2 separate regions of the Mus musculus genome follow, and region 1 is linked to region 2. The links are chromatin contacts, called in public Hi-C maps. All regions are on one chromosome and are shown on one strand. Each heading gives the region's core, a stretch centred on a gene start, on an enhancer-like site or on the middle of the called end of the contact. The rest is flanking DNA. Distances are from core to core; before and after follow the strand shown.

Region 1 (6,425 bases), core at 457-2,956, 49 kb before region 2:
GCCCTTAGCCATTGAGCCACTTCTTAGACTAATTTACTTTTAACATCTAAATTCATTTTTTTTATTCAATTTTTTTATTTGGGATAGAGGGAGGGATGGCGTTTTTTAAATTCTTCCTATAGGGGTTGGGGATTAGCTCAGTGGTAGAGCGCTTGCCTAGCAAACGCAAGTCCCTAGGTTCAGTCCTCAGCTCTGGGAGAAAAATGTCTGAGGGAAGAATAGAAGGTTCAGTGTTAACAGATGCTGTAGCATTGTGTTAGCTCTCAACTTCCTGCCCTGAACTGCCTCTGTTCATTAATGAACTGTGAATCACACATTGAAAGTCCACTGCAATTGGTAGTTAAGCATTAAATAAGTAGCCCAAATCAGAATGTAGTCTTTAATAAAAGGTACATAGTAGCTAGGTATGGTAGCCTGTAACTGTAATCCCAGCACATGGGGGCAGTGCCAGGCAGATCTCTGAGTTCTGGGTCAACCTGCTCTGGGTAGGAGATCTCAAACCAGCCGGGGCTACTTAGTGAGAACCTGCCTAAACAACAACAAAAAAAGGTAGGTACTAACAAGGACAAAAGAAGTGCCAGTCATTTTCACTCTGAGCTAATTTCTCTGGACGTGTTTCCTCCTCCTTCCATCCTCTTTTTACATGTCATTCAGTATCAGAGACAGCTAATAAGTCATAGTAGTGTGTAAAGTCCATAGCACAAGCAGCTCTTACATAGTAACTTGCTGATTGTTGGCTCTTTGATTTATAAAAGGAGATAGACCGTGAGTATAGGATAGCTTAGGAGATGAGGTGGTCTCTTCAGAAGTAGAGTTAGAAGTCTAGGCAAATGTAAAAAGAAGCTATCTACTACAGTGTTTTCTCGTGGTTGCAGTGTAGCTGCTTTGGGATGGACTTACCTAGGAGGTGCAGAGTTTTCTACTTCCTGGAGAGTTGATCTAATCCTTTAGACAATCGAAATACTATGTTTTTGGTGTATGGCCAGCCCTCCCAGTGTACTTTATTTGGTCTTTTATTTCTATTATTGCAATAATAGAAACCTTTGACATCTCACTTTATCTGTTGTAAAATAGAATGCTGGTTCTAGACAATCACTTAGTACACATTAAAGTGCTACATTCTTTTTACTTTTTAACTGATTATGGTTTTTTGAAATCCTCTTAATTTTCTTTAAGGTACAACTGTAACCGCTATAATGAGGATGATGCAAAGGCAGCAAGAGATGCCCAAGAGGTGAGTGCAGCCACGGCAGCACAGCACTGGCTTGGGATTTCTGACACACGTGTAATTTTGCAAGAAGCATTCAGTTCTGAATTGTCGTAGACACTACAGTAAACCCTAAATGTCTTAAACTTAGAAGAGACTTTTTATAGTACTTACCAGTTCAGTTTTGTTTTCTGATATGGGCTCCCTAGCCCAGATTGCTATCAAACTCATGTTACTTTTGCCTCTGTGTCTTCCAGAGTGCTGATTATCGGCATGTGCATTATGCTTAGTCTTTTGTGTTTGTTGTCTATTTTGAGGCAAGCTCTGGCTTTGTACCTTGTATTTCCGAGTCTGAGGTTACAGGAGTATGCCCATCATGCTCTTCCATAAGGACAGTCGTGTTTATTTGCTTTCTTTTAGTTAGGCTAGTAATGTTGCTTACTTTTAGGTCCCAATGGTGGTATGATATCAGCACTCACTCCCACATTCTGCTCATTCAGAAAGGAGAATAAGAGTTGAGCAGTTGTTGAGGGAACAGCAGCTGTTTTTGTATAGAGCACACAATGTGTCACTTATTTTTACTTTTTATTTTTACTTCATTGTTCTTGTAGTTCTGATGGGTCACTTGATTTGAAATAGAATCTCAGGAGTTTAGATAGAAAAATGACCTGCTATTAGGGAAAGGATTCAAACAGTAGATTTGAATTTATAATACTTTGGTTTTGGTTTTTTTGTTGTTGTTGTTGTTGGGTTTTTTGTTTTGTTAAATCTCGTAATTTTATAGTAGTTGTAGAACCATTGTTTGTTTGTTTTATACTTAGCCATTTTTATTGAAATCCCTAGAGACTCCCCCCCCCCCCAAATGCTCTTTTTTTTAAATGGCTTTCCCAGCTGGATATAATCGAAACCATGTGTTGCAAATGTTTGGTTTTGTTCAATTTTTTAAAGGCATTTCTTTATATTTTCTAGATGTGGCATATTGTTGTGTGCTTATAATCCCAATACTCTGGAGGCTTGTAGGATCTTAAATTTGAGTCCAGCCAGTCTCCTCTCACTGAACACACAGACATTTAATCTTTTTAATTATTGGTAGAAATAAAGGGTACTGTGTCTTTTTAAATTACAAATAATGAATGTTTAACAAATGTATGTGATACTTTGGTCCTTTTGGGGTGTGTAGGTCAAATAAAGCCATGCCTGATGGCACAGATGTGTAACCCCAGCTTAAGAGAGTGTTTCAAGAGCATCCTGAGTACAGGCTTGAGTGAGCCACAGAGAGAAGTTGATAACCATTTAGTGAATTGGAAGCAATTCAGTGAGATCCTGTTTCAAAAGGATGCTGCCTGTGTGTGGAACTGGGAACATGGCTCATTGTTTAAAACAACTTAAAAATGCAAGAATACATATTCATATTCTGATCTGTAGCATCCATCTTGTGGCTGCCTGTGGATAGCTAGCCAACTGGATTAACCACAATCAACAGGATCCCTATTCAGTGAGAGTCCATGCCTCAACAAATCTAGAACTGTGGCTCTTGACACAAACACATGCACATGAAGGGTAAAAGAGAGCCATTGAGTAAAAGTAAAAGTATTTGCTTTATTATAACTCTGATAAACCTGTGTTTGATCCAGTATGGATGTCAACTCTTAACTTCCTATACACACACACAAATTGGCGAGTGTGTGAGGTGGGGGGGTTGAATCTCAATGTTGAGTTTGCCTAGTATATACAAGACTTTTCACAGCATTGGGGTGGGAATGAAACCTGTAGTCTGTATGATATCCGCTATGATTACTCAACTCTGTTTTTCCCCTTACTGCTAAGGAAGTCATAGGCTTTGACAGAAGACTGTGATGTGACTGTTTCAAAAAGCTTTACCTATGAAAAGCAGTTGGTATTTATTTTTGACTGGTAGGCCAATTTGCTAGTTTGGGTTATTTTGGGAACTCTTTTTAAATCGTGAATTTGTTTCTCATTCCAGATCCTGGCATTTGTTATTTGTATTGGAAGTTTTCTCCTGTGATTTTTGAGGGTTTTGTTTCTAGGGTTGATGAGATGATGATGATGATGATGATGACGACGACAACGATGTCATCATCGTCACCTGGCCTAGAGACCCAAGCTAGCCTAGAACTCAGAAATCTACCTGCTTTTCTCCTCCTGAGTGCTAGGATTAAAGGCATATACTACCACACCTAGCTTAATTGAGTTTTAATGGGAAATAGTTTGAGATTCATCAAGTATATTAAAGTTCTCTAATACTTTGTGTGGTAATGTGATAAGTTCGGGTTTCTGTTAGATTTTGGGAATTTGACAAATTTGCAGATAGTAGCACTTAGTGGACTGTTGACATTGCCAGGGAGATTACTTTCCACGTATTATATTTGCATGTTGCCATAATTTTTAGGTCATAACCGTTGGTTTTGTACCTACCTGGGTCTTAAAATAATACAGCTTTGTCAGGCATGGTTGATGCATGCTGTAAAGACGGCTCTGGAGAAGTGAGAAGCAGAAACAGGGGCATCTTGATTTCGAGGCCACCAGAGCTCGTTCCCAGACCCTCTCAAAATAGAGAAGGTGAAAAACAAAACATTGTTCCATCCATCCATCCATCCATCCATCCATCCATTCATCCATCCATCCTACCTAATCAATCTATCTATCTATCTATCTATCTATCTATCTATCTATCTATCTATCTATCTATATTTTGAGGTGCTTCAGTGTTGTGTATGATATTTGGGCATGTTATTAAATAGTCATGTGGTTTAGAGTTGATGTTTAAGAGACTATAGACCAACCTACCTACCTTTCTTCTTTCTCTTTCTTACCCCCTTCCCTCTTTTCCTTCCTTCCTTTTTTTCTTTCTTTTTTCTAAGACAGGGTTTCTCTGTGCCATGGCTGTCCTGGAACTCACTCTGCAGACCAGCCTGGCCTCAAACTCAAAAATGCTCCTGCCTCTGCCTTGCAAGTCTGGAATTAAAGGAGTGTGTATATTTCTATATAGAATATTGTATGTATTATCTGAGATGTACATACACGTAAATACATGTGTACATGTGTAAGTATGTGTGCACATGTGTGTGTATATATATGTATTTAAACATGCACACACATAAATCAGAATGTATATGTGCTGTGTGTGTATATATATATATATACACATACATACATACATACATACATACATACATACATACATACGCATATATATAAAAAGCCTCCTGGATATCTATTGTTTTTAGACTTTAAATAATGAAGAGGGAGGAATAGAACTGCATGTGGTAAGCTCATCCTTAATATTTACTAATCATTTTGCGTATATTATCAGGTGCCAAGTGAACATTTTAAAACAGTTGAACAAATCTAGAGACTACAGAAAAATGTAGGAGTCTTTGGGTCAGCTATTTTTGTAAGACAATACAATTTTAAAATATCTCTCAAGTCAAAGATTATATTGTTTCATTAATAAATAACAGGCTTATTGGATACCATTATTGTATGTAGATATATTGGATGGGTGTTTGAAAATGAACCCTGTGACTAATGCCAAACAAACCTGTGCTTCACTGCTATACTACATCTCTAGCTCTCCAGCCTGCACTGCTAGGTTGTAACTGTGTAACTTATGTCTACATTTGGGAACTGGGGGCACACAGACAGACAGACAGAGTCTTAACTCTGTAGCTGTGGCTGGTCTGGATTTATGCTGTCCTCAATTTTGGCAATCTTCCAGTCCTCTGTTTTCTGAGTGCTGGCATTATAGACATGCACTTTCACACACAACATCATATCTAAAGATATCACTTATTTGAATCTACTATTGTTCAGATGATTTCAATTTTGTTATAAATTTATTTGGGGTTTTATTTTTGAGGCAGAATCTCATAAAGTATCTATTAAAATTTAAATATTTTGTAGGTATATGTGCATACATGTGCATTTTCACAGAGGACAATTCTCAGGAGCTAGTTTCTTCCTTCCAATTGTGATCTGGGATCAGATTCAGGTTGTCAGACCTGTGCATAGGTACACTGAGCCATCTTGCTTGCTCAGACTTATTTTAAATAGTTTGTCCAAATTGTATCCATAATTTGGAATTGATATAATAGCCTCATTTTCATTTTATATTATTCCCCTGTCCCTACCCCCACCTTTTAAAAAGATTTATTTTTTTTATATGAGTACACTGTAGCTGTCTTCAGACACACCAGAAGAGAACATCGGATCCCATTACAGATGGTTGTGAATCACTATGTGGTTGCTGGGAATTAAACTCAGGACCTCTGAAAGAGCAGTCAGTGCTGTACTCCTAACTGCTGAGCCATCTCTCCAGCCCTCTCCCTTCCTTCTTAAAAATGCCATTTGTTTGATATTTTTGGAGTCAGGGTCTCACTATATAGTTCTGCCTGAGACTCTGTATAGACAGATCTGTCTTCTTAGTATAGTAATCTATAAAGGTAATAAGAGACGTAGACTCAATAAGAACAACATTGAAAGCCGGGCGTGGTGGCGCACGCCTTTAGTCCCAGCACTCGGGAGGCAGAGGCAGGCGGATTTCTGAGTTCCAGGACAGCCAGGGCTACACAGAGAAACCCTGTCTCGAAAAACAAAAAACAACAAAAAAAGCACAACAACAACATTGGACACGTAGTTGATGGTTGGAGATTGATCAGTGGTTAAGAATGCATAGTCTGCTCTTCCAGAAAAGTCTGTGTTCCGTTCCCAGCACTGACATGGTGGCTCACTGCCTCCTGTATGCAACCCTTGGTTCTAGGGAGTCTGATGCCTTTTTCCAGCTGCCTTGGGCACCAGGCACACATATTAGTAAACGTAAATATAAAATAAGTTTTAAAAATTTATTTTTTTTTGTTTTGAGCCTATTCTTTAACAGCTTAGAGCCATCTTTCCAGCCCTAAGAAATTATTTTTCTTACAAATGTACAAATACACTTTTAAAAAAATCACGTAGTTGTGTGGTGGAGCACATCTTTAATCCCAGCACTTGGGAAGTGGGGACAGGTAGATCTTGAGACAGCCTAGTCTACAGAGTGAGTTCTAGAACAGCCAAGGCTATGGGTCCCCCTCCCCTCAGAAAAAAATAAAACAAAAACCCACCTAGTTGATTGTACTGCCTACTTTCAGTTATCTTGTCTGAGGAGCTATTGTGATGTCTTTTTGCCTCAGGGCAGTTTGCTACTCTATTTTTGCTGAGT
Region 2 (6,124 bases), core at 2,866-5,365:
ACAGGAAATACACATTTTTCATAAATGATAAGTCAACTACCTTTGAAAATATTTATTTGGTGTGTATCTGTGCTTGAGTATATGTATGTGCATGTGTCTTAGTTAGGGTTTTATTGCTGTAAAGAGACACCACGACCAAGGCAACTCATAAACAACACCATTAATTGGGGCTGGCTTACACTTCCAGAGGTTGAGTCCATTTTCATAGTGGTGGGATGTAGGGCAGCATCCAGGCAGACATGGTGCTATTAGAATGGAGGGTTCGACAACTTGATCTGAAGGCAGCCAAAAAGGCTGTCTTCCACAGGCAGCCAAGAGGAGGGTCTCTTCCACACTGGGCAGAACTTGAGAAGTAGTAGATCTCAAACCATGTCTACACAGCGACACACTTCCTCCAACAAGGCCCCATTTATTCCAACAAGACCACACTTCCTAATAGTGCCATATACCACAGGCCAAGGATATTCAAACCACTACAGCAGCACATGTGTGCAGGAATCCACAGAGGCCAGTAAACAGTGAAAAGTCCTCTAGTACTAGAGTTACAGATGGTTGTGAACAGATGGTTATAAAGGTTCTCTGCCATGTGACAGTGTAGGGTCCAGAACCCTTATCAGAGAGATAGTGTAGTCTGATATAAGCTGTGTCAGTAAAATGGGAAACCACCAAAGAAATCAAACCTGATTCCTTTGAAGAGCAGCACGTACTCTTAATCACGATACCATTGCTCCAGCTTCATCTGTTATCTTTTGAGTAAAAATTACAGAAATTTAACTATAAAAAGGAGCACCTTTGGGGAAAAAAAAAAGGTCTCCTACAACATTCCCCACAGTGACCAGGTCAGGGGATAACTTGGTACAATTGCATTTCATTCACTTCCTAAGTAAATAACTTAATACATGTGTATACATGATTGTTTTTATTATTACAATATGACATTTACTAAAAATAGAGGGATTGTAAAGTCCCTGGGAAATACCTTGGAAAATGTGAAGGCCAACTTACCTTCGCTGGCATGGACAACTCTTCTCTCTGGACAGTCCCTTCACTTGGGACTGTCATCTGGATGTTATCTGGAAAACACACACACACACACACACACACACACACACACACACACACACACACCATAACAGCTCAAGGTACAATCTGTAATTTCCCAGAGATCTTTGCTTCATAAGGACAAAGATCTATGGATTTAGTCTACACAGCTGAACTGAGTGGATATAGTAGCTCATTGATAAGCATGATCAAACTACTGCTGGACCATCCCTTCTGATGGGAAAGTTGGAGAAAAGAGGAATGGGGGACAAAACTTTTGGCCTCTCTCAGTAATGAGAGTAATGTCTAGGACATGTGCACCAACCATGTTTGATGGGTGAGTACTAAAATGAAGCATAAGGTAACACAGGACTTCTATCATGTCTTCAGGCCATTCTGAAGTCCAGGAAGATTGACACTTTCTCAAGAACCTCTCAAACCTATGTCAATGCCCACTACCTGAAATATGCAGAATTTTCATTTGTAATTGACCAAATGGGAATTTAAACTCAATAGTCCACACAGCATACTAGACAAATAGATTTGACAGAAGGTACACAACATAATTACATTCACCCACTCATCCTTTAAAAGACAATAAGTTGCTGAACAGTGGATGATGATATCAGTTTACTCTAAGTAAACTACACACATGTAGTTCTGTTGATCTGAAGGTGCATTCTTTTCATTTAGCTGCTTTGAAGCTGTCTGGCTTTCTTGTGTCTATTAAAATTACCTGATGGGCTTTTCATTTCTTGTTCGTTGGTTTTGTGTCTTGCATGCCATTATACTTATGTAGTAACCACTTACGCCAATATGTCCCACTTCTTTTACAATTGTTTTATATTTATGTATTTTGTGTTCTGAGTGTTTTGCTTGCATTTATGTTCTTGCACACATGTGCCTGGTGCTTGTGGTAGTCAGAAGACGATCCCTAAAACTGCCATTGTGGGCAGTGTCAGCCTTAGTGTGGCGCTGGGAGACAGCCCAGGCTCCTCTGCAAGAGCATGGGTGCTTAACCACTAAGCCATCTTTCCACTGTCTCTTTGTTTTTAAAGGATTTATTGTCTTCATGTAGATGAAGGACTGTTTATATGTTCACCACAGAAGCCAGAAGGGTACCATGTTACAAGCACTAGAGAGCTGCGTGCCTGACATGGATGCTGGGAACTGAACCCCAGTCCTCTACAAGAGCCACAGGTGTTCTTACCTGACCCATCACTCCACAAATGGTAGCATACCATAAATTCCTTACCTTTTTCATAGGTAACCTCTACCTGCTTTTTTTCTTTTAAATCTTCAAGACCGGGCTGGCCTATTTTGAGGGTTATCCTCCTGCCTCTGCCTCCTGAATGCTTGGATTACAGACTAGTGTCACTGTGATCAGCTTGTTTGTTTTGGAGATAAGGTCTTAGCATGTGGCCAAGCCTAATCTGTAACCCATATGTAGCCCACGGTAGCCCACATTCCTGGAAGCCCTATTGCTTTCAGCCTCCTGAGTGCTTGGATTGCACGTATGAGCCAGTGTGCTTGGACTCTTCTTTCTACTCTTCTACTTCTGTCTGTCCACCCATCCATCCACCCATCTATCCAGAAACAGGATTTCATCTATCTATGTCTGTCTGTCTGTCTGTCGACAGGATTTTATGAAGCCAGGCAGGCTAACCTGGAACTCACTATGTTACTAATACTGTTTATGAAAGTCTGATCTGTCTGCAGCCTCTCAAATGCTGGTGTGTGCCTCCACCTACCTGGTTTTCCATTTCTTGTGCCATCTCTTTTTTCTAAGGAAAGTAGTCTCTCTTAGATTATCATTTTTTGGCATCCATTTTATTTTATTTTAAACGTTTTGAGAAAAGGTCTTGTTACATAGTCCTGACTGTCCTTCCTGGAACTTTGTGTAGATCAGGCTGGTCTCAGACTCACAAAGATCCATTTGCCTCTGCCTTCCAAAGAGCAGGCATTGGCAGGCGGATTTCTGAGTTCGAGGCCAGCCTGGTCTACAGTGTGAGTTCCAGGACAGCCAGGGCTACACAGAGAAACCCAGTCTCGAAAACAAACAAACAAACAAACAAACAAACAAGTATGTCCATGTAGAGTAAAATTACAGTTCTAAACAGCCTACCTCTGCTCTTTGCTTGCCTGCTATACAGTTCTCTTCCCTAGAGAGAACCACTTTTAGTATTTAAATATCCTAGAAATATTTTCTTTCTTTTTTTTCTTTTTTGAGACAGGGTTTCTCTGTATAGCCTTGACTGTCCTGGAACTCACTTTGTAGACCAGGCTGGCCTCGAACTCAGAAATCCACCTGCCTCTGCCTCCCGAGTGCTGGGATTAAAGGCATGCACCATCACGCCCAAGTTGAAATATTTTCTAATAAAGAATTATGTACATAATATTCTTAGTTTTGCTTTCTTCTTATTAACATAGACACTGTATGCATTTCTTGCACATTGTCCTTATCTGATAATAGAATACCTTGGCAATTCTCTTACCATGTAAATAGTTGTCTCTTTTCAGATGCCACACAATATGAACTTATCATTTATTTGATTTCTACTGTTGGGTATTTAGGTTGTTTTTTTGGGTGTTGGTTATTCCAAACAATGATACATCGGATACCTCTGTATGTAAAGCCATGTCTTATGTCTATATGTATAGAATAAATTCCTATAATTGAAACAGTTGGGTTAAGGTTATAAGCATTTTTAATTTTGGTAGTTGTGGCTAAGCTGCTCTTATTGGAAGCTTGACCAATTTGTTTCCACTGGCGATGAAAGCATATTTTCCTCACAAAATGTCATTGAAAAACTTTGTTGCCAATGTAAGGCTTAGACCAAATCTCTTGGAAACATAAGTTATAAACTTCGTTGTCTACTATCTAACTGACACGCTCCACTCTAAATTCGTCCAGCCCGGTGCAGAGCTATCTAAGCTCTGGCTGCGAGTCCCCTCACCTATTCCTTCCGAGCTAAGCCATCCATCTGTGGCTGAGACCCTGGAACTCACTGACCTCACAGCCTGACCTTCCACTCACAACTCCTTAGGGGCTCAGGTTCCTCCTTCCTTCCCTGGCTTTGACTTCCTGCTCAGCTGGTCGCCCGGGAAACGGTCGGCTTCCGGTCGCGAAGCGGTGGGCGGAGCCAAGATGGCTGAAGTGAAGCTTGGGATGGTAAGCGGGGAGATTCTCGGAGGCTTAGCGGCGGCCTCAGGGCGGAGCGTCGTGGCGGGGCCGGGCCAGGCGGGGCCAGGCCGGGGCGGCCAGCGGGGCTGGGGTGGCGGGGCCGGGGCGTACGCCAAGTAGTCCCTCCGGGAGGCGGCGCGGTCCAGCTCCCCGCCTGGCTGGGCGTTTGGCGAATGCTGACCTGTGTGCAGCGCTTCGTCTGTTTTGGGATTGGGCAGAGAAGAGAGGTTTTTTGGAAATGGTGTTTTTCCTACTCTTAGGATTTGAGGGTGGGCGTGAGGTGGGGGTTACTGCACCTTCATTAGGCAGTTTTTGATATCCCATAGATTGGTAATTTAATTGGATGAAGCCTGGAACCATTCAGCGCCCCTGCCCTCTCACTGCGACTGGCTTGTTTTCCCAGCTGCGATTAGATTTCGGAAAAGCCCTGTTTCAGAACTCAGCTGGTTTAAATCGTTAGTTAATTCTACAACAGCCTCTGTGAATTCAGGCTGACCCAGAAGTAACTGGCTTTTTGCATCACTCATGACCTTGCTTGTTTGTGACAGTCTTGTATGTACATGGTATTTGCACCTGTAGTTCATGTTGGCTACGGATTAGCCACCTTTAATCCCCTGACTTCTGGGATTTACAGGAGTGCGTCATCACTCCTAGCTCCTTTTTTTTGGATTGACTTATAGTTGTATGTTTATGAGGTACAGTGTGATGATACGTCGGTACAAAGTGTACTGTGTGTGATGGTCAAGTCAGGGTCATTACCATTTCCATCTCAGCATATAAACTGTTGCAAACAGTAGCCCCCACATAAGCATTTGCTTCTGTCTGTTGGTATTTGGCTCCTGTTATTGAATATTATTGAATGTTTCTCTCCATCTTTTCCCTTTCCTAACTTTTGGTGACCTCTTGTTCTACTCTCTATTTCCATGAAATCAACTTTGTTTGTTCCTTTTTGTAAAGATAGGGTTTATTTGTGTATCCCCAACTGACCTAGAACTAGAGAGTAGACTAGGCTGCCTGGGATTAAAGGTGTGTGCTACCCCGTTGAGATCAGCTTTTTTAGTTTCCACATAGGAGTGAGAACATGCTTTGGCTTTCTCTGCCAGGCATATTTTACTTAGCATAATTTTTCCACAGTACTACAGATTACACCTTATTCTTTTTCATGTCTAAATAATACATGCATACTCCTGGAGTCTAGGAATCTCTTCACAAACCACACAAACACTGATCGCAGTCAGACAGGGATAGTTTATTGAGCAGATGCCCCAGGACTGGTCAACTAGGGCCATGGTCCAGATTCGGGAACTGAACCATGACCCCAAGTTAAGATCTTACAGGGTTTTTAAGCCCCAAATCCACAAACATCTGTGCCAAATTATTTCACCAATCAGGATTTAGGGATAGGATTTCCTTAGGAACATGTTTTGTTGTGCATTTACCCTGCTCCCATTGGTTGGGGTATTCAACTGTGGCAGGAAACCTGCCTTGTCTAATATTCATGTCCTAACTTCTCTACCAGGATGGGACTTGTCTAATATTCATGTCTTAACTTGCCAACCAGGATGTCAGTTACCTGTGTACATGTCTCTTTCTGCCAAGTAGGATGTCAGTTCCCAGGGAGGTTTTGGGAACATAAACTTTACTCGACCACTACTCAGAATGGAAGTTTTATTCCAAATAGTTTCTTATATTGGGGCGGGTATCTTTCTTATGTTGGGGTCCATCTCGGGGGCAGCTTATACCATAAAAACTTGAACACAGGTACAGGAAATACTGTTGGGTGGTTGGTTCAGATCCAAGCTTATTGTGGGTAACTATATAAAACAGTCCTATTGACTTTTTATTGTGACTGGTTTTCAAGGGCACAGAACATAACAGAATATGTAATCAATCTTGGCA

What was found. Hi-C and Micro-C count contacts between places; a contact is called where the count stands out from the background.
Region 1: a contact with region 2 is called in a Hi-C map of uterus, with 1.8 times the contacts expected there. The contact joins the enhancer-like site here to the promoter of Bbs4 in region 2. A contact is called at or near these places in 1 of 39 promoter capture datasets (macrophages), 20 of 484 Hi-C or Micro-C datasets (B cells, the C3H10T1/2 cell line, CD4 T cells and 12 more), 1 of 115 datasets of contacts at active chromatin or transcription factors (embryonic stem cells) and 3 of 9 other capture datasets (adipose tissue, liver and pancreatic islet).

The regions. Positions count from the first base shown.
Region 1 is chr9:59,398,177-59,404,601 of GRCm38.p6, reverse strand. It overlaps Arih1 (ariadne RBR E3 ubiquitin protein ligase 1), which reads left to right. Exons shown (of 14, transcript NM_019927.2): 11 at 1,177-1,234. Among named protein-coding and RNA genes, the nearest start is that of Bbs4, 48 kb to the right of the region's middle. Within about 2 kb of position 1,706, at least 1 of the 459 cell types and tissues checked has an H3K27ac peak or open chromatin away from gene starts, as enhancers often do. A contact at or near this core is called in uterus, where this site is marked.
Region 2 is chr9:59,351,499-59,357,622 of GRCm38.p6, reverse strand. Bbs4 (Bardet-Biedl syndrome 4 (human)) reads left to right here and starts at 4,115. Exons shown (of 16, transcript NM_175325.3): 1 at 4,115-4,213. The coding sequence starts at 4,190.